Linked DNA regions of Sus scrofa: region 1 is linked to region 2. Evidence: chromatin contacts called from public Hi-C data. All regions are on one chromosome and are shown on one strand. Each heading gives the region's core, a stretch centred on a gene start, on an enhancer-like site or on the middle of the called end of the contact. The rest is flanking DNA. Distances are from core to core; before and after follow the strand shown. Region 1 overlaps NSMCE1 (non-structural maintenance of chromosomes element 1 homolog). Region 2 holds the start of IL4R (interleukin 4 receptor).

Region 1 (5,039 bases), core at 453-2,952, 79 kb after region 2:
TTTTCCCGTGTCGGTTGTGGCAGACTATGGAGTAGATTTCCGGGTGCTGTGCAGTAGGTCCTTGTCAACGATCTGTCGTAGACAGTGCTGTGTGTGAGTCATTCCCATCCTCCTCATTCATCCCTTCCTCCCCCCCACCCCTCACCCCTCGCCACGTTTTCCTCTATGGTAACCGTGCGTTTGATTTTTCATAGATTTCAGTTTATGCTTTTCATTTGGCAGAACTCATCGAGAAATGGGGTTGCGTTCTCTGTGCCCTCTCGGGCGATGTACAGTGTTGATGAGGATCGGGCCAGCCGGGCTTCTCCGCTTGTGAAGTGACTCTTTTTCCTCTGTGATTCATAAGTATTTTGCAGGGAGGGACTTTGGGACAAAGTAAATACCCCCTTTTAAACCCCCCCACCCCCCGGTTTTAGCAGGCATTGGTGTTTCTTCTCTGACTTCACTCATTCCTAAGGGGCCGCGAGGTTGCTGTGAAGTCCTGAGCTCTGCTCTCCAGCATTAACCTTTGGTGATGAATTGTCCTTTACTGTTATGTTTTCTGTTAACTTCAGTGGGTTTTAAAATCGTCTGTTGTCCCAAGGACAAATGAGGTGAACCATCCAAAATCTTAGATTGAAAAATTAAGACGATGGCGTTCCTGTCGTGGCGCAGCAGAAACGAATCCGACGAGGAACCACGAGGTGGTGGGTTCGATCCCTGCCCTTGCTCAGTGGGTGAAGGATCCAGCGTTGCCGTGACCTGTGGTGTAGGTCGCAGATGTGGGTCAGACCCCGAATTGCTATGGCTCTGGTGTAGGCTGGCAGCAACAGCTCCGATTAGACCCCTAGCCTGGAAACCTCCATATGCCGCAGGTGCGGCCCTAAAAAAAGCTAAATAAATAAATAAATAAATAAATTCCGATGACATTATTTCAGTGAGCAGAATAAGTAATACAATGTTCAGGCAAAGCACTAGTGAACTGAAATGCATGTGCCAAAAATAGATTAGGGAACGAAGTGTCAGAGGAACACTGGGGATGACAGATATTTTCCGTTTTTGTCACACCTCTCATCTGCCCTCGCCCTAGCTGTGTTTTTCTCATGCGGATTTGCACGACCATGTCTGCTCCCTTGGGCTCAGGCACAGGGCTGGACGGCGTGCATTTGGGATGAGTCAGTGATGCTGCTGACCGTACAGTTTAGTAATTCCGTCCTGTACCTGCAGTCACATTGGTACCCACCCTCTCTTCCCAAGGAGCCCTCGGCAAGGATGAGACGGACCCTGGCTCCAAATCCCTTTTTCCTCCTGCTTTTGACGATTTCACTGTGCCTTTCTCCCCTTTGGCTGTAATGAACAGGTAATGAGCGTCCCGCTGTCAAGCCTGCCTGCGTTTCCAACTGATCAAGGGGGATCAGGCTTATTATGATCCGCACCGAAAAGCCGCGTAAAATCAGCATGAAAAGTAACATCTTAAAGGTGACTCTATGCGTTTCTCAACATACAGAATTTCACAACAGGCAGTTGTGACGTGCTCAGCCAGGAGTCTTTGGGCTCTGGAAGCCCTGCAACCACGGAGGAAGCAAAAGTGTTGCTTTCGCATCTCTGGCTCTTGAGGGACTCGCTGTGTCCCAAGTCGCAGCGCCCCCTTGATGACTTTGCGGCTCAGGAAGCCAAGGCTGGACGGCCCTGGCAAGTACAACCCCTGCGTTCTTCACACTCTCCCGCGTGTGGACATCATCGGGTCTGGAATGCACTTTGTGCTGGATCCTGACCACAGGGCTGGCTGTGTGTGCAGCTGGAGGAGGGTTGGGAGGGGCGGGGACTCTTCAGTTGGGAGGGGACGCACCACTGGCAGGGGTGGGAACGGCCTGAAGACCTGGGTTCAAATCAGGGACTTAGGAGAGTGTATTTGTTTTTTTTTTCCTTTCCTGAGTCTCAGCTTTCTGTTTTATAAAGGAAGTCTTATCTACCTCATGGAAAAGCTGTGAGGATTAAACAGGGAACTTGTGTGAAGTACCTGGCACAGAGTACTTCCTGCTACCAGTTCCCTGCGCGCCCTTCCCTTCCTAGTGGGTCCCTGGCCTTATCATCTCCTTGCACATTCTGGGGCTGGGGGGCAGGTGTGCTGACTCAGAAGATCCATGAGGTCGTGGGTCGTGTGATGGAAATTGTCATGTAGCCCATAAGGCCACGTCCCCCCCCCGCTTTTTTTTTTGGCTGCCCAGTGGCCTATGGAGTTAGTTCCCGGGCCAGGGGTCAGATCGGAGCCACAGTCATGACCTAAGCTGCAGCTGCAGCAACGCCAGATCCTTAAGCCACTGTGTTGGGCCGAGGATTGAAGGATCGAACCCACCTTCCGGTGCTCCCCAGATACCGCCGATCCCCTTGCGCCACAGTGGGAACTCCAAGGCTGAATCTGAGGCTGGGATATTCTCAGAGAATCCAGAAAGTGTGGTCCCCATATCCTCCGGAAGGAGATCACGAGTGCAGGTGCTGAGATGGGTGTGAGTGACAGAAACAGCCGGCGCCAGCTGCGTGTACAGCCAGGGGGCCGCCCCGCAGTGCAGGTGTGGGTGAGGGGAGCCACTGGTTGGCTTCTGGTTTGGGGAAGGTGATGCGGGGGTGGAGGTGGGGGTGCCCAGCCCCAGCCTGGCTGCAGGTGGAGGACAAGTCAGGGAGACCATAGGAGGCTGCTTCATACTCCAGGGGCAGGTTGCTGGGGACTCAGAGGAAAGGTGCAGTGACCTGATAGAAGTGGCCAGAGCCATCCTTCCGACGACCCCGCAGGCCTGCACAAGCCATCCAGCCACCTTCCTAACAAGCCCCACGCGTACAAAGTGTGGCCATAGCGAAGACCACCCAAACGAGAACAGACGAGGGCTGTTTGTTCAGAGCTTGCTCGAGCAAGGACTGCCTCTGCTTGGGTTTTGGAGACTTGACGGCAGGCAGAGGAGTGGAAAAGCTCTACAGCGGAGAAAAGGCGAGGCTCCCGCTGTGTCCTGATTGGAGGCCATCAGCCCTGGGAAGCTGGAGGCGGGCTATCTAGAAGCAGGACGTCCTGTGATTGGTTAGGGGAGCGAACCTGCCTTTCTCTGATTGGTCCTAAGTCGGAAGCAGGGACAAGAATTAGGGGTGCTGTCAATTAGTAATCAAGACTTGGTCATTTTTGAGCCGATTATTTACAGGGATTATTGTTTGTTTCCTGGATCGGTTGCTAGAAATAGTGGTCTGACTGCCTACCAGTCTGACTTGCAGGTGGCAGGCTGGCTTTGTGGGCTGGTCAGTTGAGATAAAGGGTGGCTCCCTGAGCTGGTTGCTGGGTTGCAGATTGTGAGTCAGAGTCCTGTTTTGATATGTGTTTGTGAATTCAGTCTCTCCGAAGAGTGAGTGTGACACAGCCTGTTCCTTTGAGTTGTTCACTGTCCAGCCTCTGTGAGAAACCACAGCCCCTCCTTATCTGGTTCGTCAGGGGACAGAGTGGCCTCCATAATCTCTTTATGGCAAGGTTTCAGCCCACATCAGAATTTGAAAACTGGAGTTCCTGTCGTGGCTCAGTGGTTAACGAACCCGACTAGTATCCATGAGGATGAGGGTTCAATCTCTGACCTTGCCCAGTGGGTGAAGGATCCGGCGTTGCCGTGAGCTGTGGTATAGGTCGCAGACGTGGCTCTGATCCCGCGTGGCTGTGGCTGTGGCCAGCAGCTACACCTCTGATTGGACCTCAGCCTGGGAACTTCCCTATGCCGCGAGTGCAGCCCTAAAAAGACAAAAAACAAAAAAAAAGAAAACTGGTAGAGTATCATTGGGATCTCACGTACAAGCGTGGCTAGATTATAGTGTTAATTACCATGTTTAAAAAAAACAAGTACCAGGAGATTGCTGATAAAAATCCAAATAGTAGGCACGTGGCTAGACCGGAAGAGCCATGCCTCTGTCAATGGGACACCCCTCTTCACTTCACCCTCTGTGACCGCTGCTGTCCACCTCTCTACTCCCCGCCTGGCCTCTGTGGGCACCTGGCTCGTCAGCCTCCATAGGCCCTGCTCAGATGAGCCTGGGAGAAGCTTCGGCACAGGCACACAGCAGAGCTGCTCCCCGCAGCCCTTCCTCAGCTCCTCGTGGTTCCCCGGGGGGCAGGGCGGGGGCCGGCAGGCATCTCAGTGTTAGCCGGCCCGCCTCTTCTCCGAGGTGGAAACGAACTGCACTTGGACAACCTCAGCAGTAAAGCTCTGCTGAGAGCGGTCTGGCTTTCTGTGATGACTCCCCCGCTAAGTTGGACTCTGTCCTGCCTCAGTGCCATCACGATGAAGGGTCGGCCCTGCCAAAAGTGCTGGCCGGTAGACCTCTGGTCAGGGGAGTGGCTGATGGGTAGGTTTAGTTTACTGAACTGATAGGGATTGCAGATGTCTGGCCCCGTGTCACTCAGGCAACGTCGTCGTGGGTTTTAGGGCGCTTGCGGCATGCGGCCGAGACGCAGGACCTCTGCCAAGTGCTGTAAAGTCAGTTTTATGCACAGGAAGGCCAAGGAGTACACTTCCTAACTAATAATCTCTTGGTCTTGAAAAAAAATGGTCTCTATACCTGGAGACAGATCTGTCAACAACAGATTTTAAAACAGCCCCTTGTTAAAAGCTGTTCCGCCTGTATCCTCAGAGCCCTGAGCTCATCTCCATTGTCACAGGACATTGTCGTTTTTCTGGGGGGTTTTTTTTGATTCAGACTCCTGGGGGCTAAGGCATCAGTTATATACTGTTGAGCATGAAAAAATGTTTAAACTTTTATCATGGAAAAAGGAAAGAAGAAAGAATAACACAGCGCAGCCCCATGTAGTCCTCCTCTAATTAAAATGATAATAACTCATGACTAATCTTATTTAATCTGTACTCTTGACTACTCACCCGATAACATTTTGACGTAATTCTCAGACCTCACTGCATATCTGAGAAATAATTTTTTTTTTTTTTAACTGAATGCTCAAGTCCTTTTGTCACTGTGCCAGATGTTTGATTTCTGGTTCAGACTTTGTCACTTACCAGCCCTCTGACCTCGGTAAGTCC
Region 2 (5,181 bases), core at 2,670-5,169:
AAAGAAATAGGAGTTCCCGTCGTGGCGCAGTGGTTAACGAATCCGACTAGGAACCATGAGGTTGCGGGTTTGGTCCCTGCCCTTGCTCAGTGGGTTAACGATCCGGCGTTGCCGTGAGCTGTGGTGTAGGTTGCAGACGCGGCTCGGATCCCGCGTTGCTGTGGCTCTGGCGTAGGCCTGTGGCTACAGCTCCGATTAGACCCCTAGCCTGGGAGCCTCCATATGCCGCGGGGAAGCGGCCCAAAGAAATAGCAAAAAAAAAAAAGACAAAAAAAAAAAAGAAAAAGAAATAAATTTGGGGGCTATGAGGGCCCTACCTTTTCTGTCTCAACCACACAACTCTGTGGATATAGCACAAAAAGCCCCAGCCATAGACAGTACGTAAACAAATAGGCATGGCTGTGTGTCAATAAAACTTTATTTACAAACACAGGTGGCGGGCCAGATGTGGCCCATGGGTCAATGTTTGCAGATCCCTGGTCCAGGCCAAGGTACCCTGTGCACAAGCACAGCCCGTCCACCTGAGTATGTCATGAACCATCAATGCACCCCATACCTGCTGAGCTGTCCTTCCCAGCATGCATGTCCTTATAACTGTGTGCCTGGGATACTGGGTCATGTCCGGGGCACCCGCTATAACGCTGGTTGTCCCCCTGTACTGTGGATTATCCCAGTGAACCATCTGGAAAAACACATCCCGAGTTCCACGGTCCACCCAGAGCACAGTAAACTCCACCCCCAAACAATGATCTAACCCAGAGCTTCTCAACGTATGGTCTGCGGTTCCACGGAGTCAAATTGTTTTCATAATAAAACTCTGACGTTAGCTGCCACTTCCACTCTCTCTCTCTCACAAGCGTACAGTGGACTTTTCCAGAGGCCACATGACCTGTGATGATGTCATGGCTTGGATGGCCTGTTGCACGTGGACTTGAGAGCTGTTGTGATTTAACATCTGTTCTAATTTCCTACAGGGTGAATATCAATCAATTACCCGGGCTGGCGCTTTTGAGGTCTTCATTCTTTTTTTTCTTTCTTTCTAGGGCCACACTTGCAGCATATGGAGGGTCCCAGGCTAGGGGTCAAATAGGAGCTACAGCTGCCGGTCTACACCACAGCCACAGCCACGCCAGATCCGAGCTGCATCTGCCACCAACACCCCATCGCATGGCAATGTCAGCTCTGTAACCCACTGAGCAGGGCCAGGGATCGAACCTGCAGCCTCATGGATACGAGTCAGGTTCTGAACCCGCTGAGCCACAATGGGAACGCCAGTCCACCCTCATTTTTCAGCATGCAAGACAGTCCTGAGACCAAAAAGTGTGCGAGCTGCTGCTCTAGTCCAGGATTCCATGACATTCACGTGCCACGCACACCCCAAGGTGCCCCCCCGCCCCCACCCCCGGGGCCAGGCAAACCCCTGGCCAAACTCCCCCAACTTCCGACCGAGTCCAGGCTTACTCAGTGTTGAAGAATTTAAGCTGATAGGACAGGCGGAACTCAGCGCTGCAGTTGACAGGCCCGGCCATCCTCCACTCACAGGTAGAGGTGCTGACATAGTCGGATAGGCAGATGGGCCACTCCAGGACCCTGACACCCCCTGGGGAGACACAGGTGACCCCTGAGCAGCGGAAGCCCAGTGATCAAGAAGGATGACGTCAGAAACCAGCCCAGGCAGGACCCGTTGACAACCAGTCCAAGGGGCCCATCCCAAAGCAGTGAAACCACCGCCCCAGGCAGGGTCCCCATGAGGGGGCGGCAGGACCAGACCCCTGGGAGCTTCCCAGCTGGCACTGGGGTGATTCCTGTAGCTGAAGAAATACCCGCGGGGACAGGGTCCATCAGCAGGGACAGATCAAATGCGCCTTTATCGTGTGCCAACTCAACTAGATGCTCTTGGCTCAAGTAAAGGAAAAATAGGTGAGTCTGGGGGCAGGGGGGTCTATCTTCCAGCCTTCTCTGCGCACTCTGAGCACCAGAGACTGACTTCATGGCCTTGTCGCCTCTCATCCTTTGGCTTCAGCTAACACTGAAGGCTGGGATGAGAGGCTGGGAACTTCTTCCAGCGAGTCAGAGGCAGAGCTGGGATTTGAACCCAGCCAGATGTACCCTGGGTTTGCCCAATGGTTGGGGGAGCTGTGGACAGCAGGTGACTTCCTGCTCCAGGGCTCAGCCCTGGGACCACCCCAGCTCACATCAATCTGCATTTGGGAGCTCTCGCTGTGGCGCGATGGGATCGGTAGCATCTTGGGAGCTGTTGGGACTTGGGTTCCTTCCCTGGCCTGGCACAGTGGGTTAGGGATCTGGTGTTGTCAAGCTGCGGCTTAGGTTACGACTATGATCCCTAACCCGGGAGCTCCATATGCTGCAGGGCAATGAAAAATGACAAAAAAAAAAACCCCAAGCCAAACAAGAAACACCTGTCTTTGTTGCCGGGATAAAGGACTCCCCACATTAAGGAGTCTTTGATTTCTAATAAATATCCCAAACTCACCTCATGTCCCAACATTAACTCCTGATTCCCCCATCCCCCCAAAACACACGTTCCTCTGCATCTCAGAAATGACACCCTCGGCGTTCCCGTCGTGGCTCAGCAGAAAAGAATCTGACTAGCATCTACGAGGACGCAGGTTTGATCCCTGGCCTCACTCAGTGGATTAAGGATCCGGCGTTGCTGTGAACTGTGGTGTAGGTCCCAGACAAACTCGTATCTGGCGTTGCTGTGGCTGTGATGTAGGCTGGCGGCTACAGCTCCGATTCGACCCCTAATTTGGGAATCTCCATATGCGGCAGGTGCAGCCCTTAAAAAGCATCCCCCCCCCAAAAAAAAAGAAAGAAAGAAATGACACTGTGTCCCTTCTCCCCATCACTCAGGTGAGAAAAATGGGGATCAGTCTTGCCACCTCTCGCTCTCCTTACCCCCATCTCCCATCTGTCTTCAAATCTACCTTTCAGAGGGATTCAAAAGCCAGTGCCCTGCTCATCTCCTCTGCTGGTCCCAGTCACCCAGCAGTGCCTCCCCCGGCGGTGCCCCCGCCCCCCGCCCCGCCTCCAGCTCCCATCCCTCTGCTAAAGCCAGAGGGACCCTCGGTAAAGTGAAAGGGCACGTCCTTCCTCTGCTCAAATCCTTGGCCTCGTCGTCGCCCCATTACTAGGCGTCTCCAGCTCTTCCTTCCTCCTGCTCACTGACTCCCCCACTCCCGCCTCCTTCGGTCTCCCCGACACCCCAGACAGGCTCTGGGCTCAGGGCCTCTGCTGAGCACGCTCCTCCCCCAATATCTTCCTGCCTCCCCTTCTTCTGATCTTGGCTCAGCTGGGACTCCAAGAGGACGGGGCCCTGAGCAAGTATCTGAAATTGCAATCCTCCGACCCCACCCAGCTTTCCCAATCCTCCTGGCTTGGTGGTTCTATTTTGTCTGTGGCCATCACCTTCGAATGACCTTCAGAATTTCCTTAAATCAGCACCCTCTGCCATGGCCTGTCCCCTCCCACTACCAGGCATTCCCCTCCAGGCCAGGGGATCTGGGCTTTGTTCTTTGATTATCCCGGGAGCCTGGTGTGTAAATAATCAATAAAGGTTTTGGAAGGAAGGGAGGAAAGGGGGGAGAGGAGGGGGCAGGGGGAGAGGGAGGGGAAGGAGGGGGAAGGAGAAGGGGAAGGGGAAGGAGGGGGAAGGGTGAAGAAGGGAAGGAGAGAGGGGGAGGGAACTGGGGAGGAAGGAGGGGGCAGGGAAAGGGGAGGGAGGAAGGGGGCGGGGGGAAAGAGGAGGGAGGGGGAGAGGCGGGGGAAAGGGGAGGGAGGGGGAGGGGAGGGGAGGGGGAAAAGAGGGAGGGAGGGAGGGAAGACTTACCAGAGCCTGCTGCCCACACCAGGATCAGGCAGCTCACGGAGAACGTGAGCCCAGGGCACAGGCACCCCATTGGGAGCTCCTACAGCGCCTGCTGAGAGCAAGTGAGCTGGTTAGTGCTGACTCACGGTTCCCACCATCCCCATCATCCCTGAGCAGGTTTCAGGGCTCACTTTACTCCAAGTACAACCCTCCCCCAGCCAACAATGAGCCCACCATGTGCTCCAGAGCTCAAACGCACGGTCCTGAAACACAACACAGCCTCACCAAGCCCAGAGTCAGAGCCACAGAACACCTGTCCCAAGAGACCCTTCTTGAGGAGTTCCCCTTGTGGCGCAATGGTTAACAAATCCGACTAGGAACCATGAGGTTGCGGGTTCGATCCCTGGCCTTGCTCAGTGGGGTAAGGATCCAGCGTTGCTGTGAGCTGTGGTGTAGGTCTCAGACGCAGTTCTGATCCCAAGTTGCTGTGGCGTGGGCCGGTGGCCACAGCTTCAATTCGACCCCTAGCCTGGGAACCTCCATGTGCCATGGGAGCGGCCCAAGAAATGGCAAAGAGACAACAAAAAAAAGAGAGAGACACTTCTCGAAAGAAACCCATGGTCTGCTAAATCGGAGCAAGCCCTCAGATTTTTTTGGAAGTTCAAAAGGTGCTCCAGGAATGATGGATACGGATCTCTAGAAAAGACCCAGGAACTTGCTGGAACAGGCGTCTATTGACCAAAACTGGCAAAACCAGAGTATGGCAATGACTAGTACCATAACCAGCTGTAACCCTTAAGAGTTAAAGTGGGGGTGCAGGGCGCGCAGTGATATGGACGAATAACTGGGGGGAAGGAACAGCTCTATTGCATCAAGCAGCCTCTAAGGGTTTCTCCACAAACTCATATTAATTATTATTAATTAATGAGTCAAATATTTACTAATTTTTTTTTTTTTTTTTTTTTTTTGCTTTTTAAGGGCGCACCCATGGTATACAGAGGTTCCCAGGCTAGGGGTCGATTCAGAGCTGTAACCACTGGCCTATACCACAGCCCCAGGATCCGAGCCATGTCTTAGACCTACACCACAGCTCACGGCAACGCCGGATCCTCAACCCACTGAACGAGGCCAGGGATTGAACCGGAAACCTCATGGTTCTTAGTTGGATTTGTTTCTGCTGCGCCACAATGGGAACTCCTCAAACTTTATATATTTGATATACAATACTTTATATACATAATGGTATAGAATCTTATTTACAGAAACCTGGCAGACATCACCTTAACCAAATGGTCAGTGTTAACATGACGGGGATTGGGACAAATCAAGGTCATGACCTCTCTGAAAACAGA

What was found. Hi-C and Micro-C count contacts between places; a contact is called where the count stands out from the background.
Region 1: a Hi-C map of subcutaneous adipose tissue shows a contact between it and region 2, with 2.1 times the contacts expected there. The contact joins the enhancer-like site here to the promoter of IL4R in region 2. A contact is called at or near these places in 13 of 47 Hi-C or Micro-C datasets (embryonic fibroblasts, fetal heart ventricle, fibroblasts and 6 more) and 2 of 2 datasets of contacts at active chromatin or transcription factors (alveolar macrophages and skeletal muscle).

Annotation. Positions count from the first base shown.
Region 1 is chr3:19,629,544-19,634,582 of Sscrofa11.1, forward strand. All of the region lies in intron 2 of NSMCE1 (non-structural maintenance of chromosomes element 1 homolog), which reads left to right. Among named protein-coding and RNA genes, the nearest start is that of NSMCE1, 22 kb to the left of the region's middle. Within about 2 kb of position 1,703, at least 38 of the 83 cell types and tissues checked have an H3K27ac peak or open chromatin away from gene starts, as enhancers often do. A contact at or near this core is called in alveolar macrophages, liver, mesenteric adipose tissue and 3 more, where this site is marked.
Region 2 is chr3:19,547,976-19,553,156 of Sscrofa11.1, forward strand. IL4R (interleukin 4 receptor) reads right to left here and starts at 3,920. Exons shown (of 9, transcript NM_214340.1): 1 at 3,851-3,920; 2 at 1,462-1,621. The coding sequence starts at 3,920.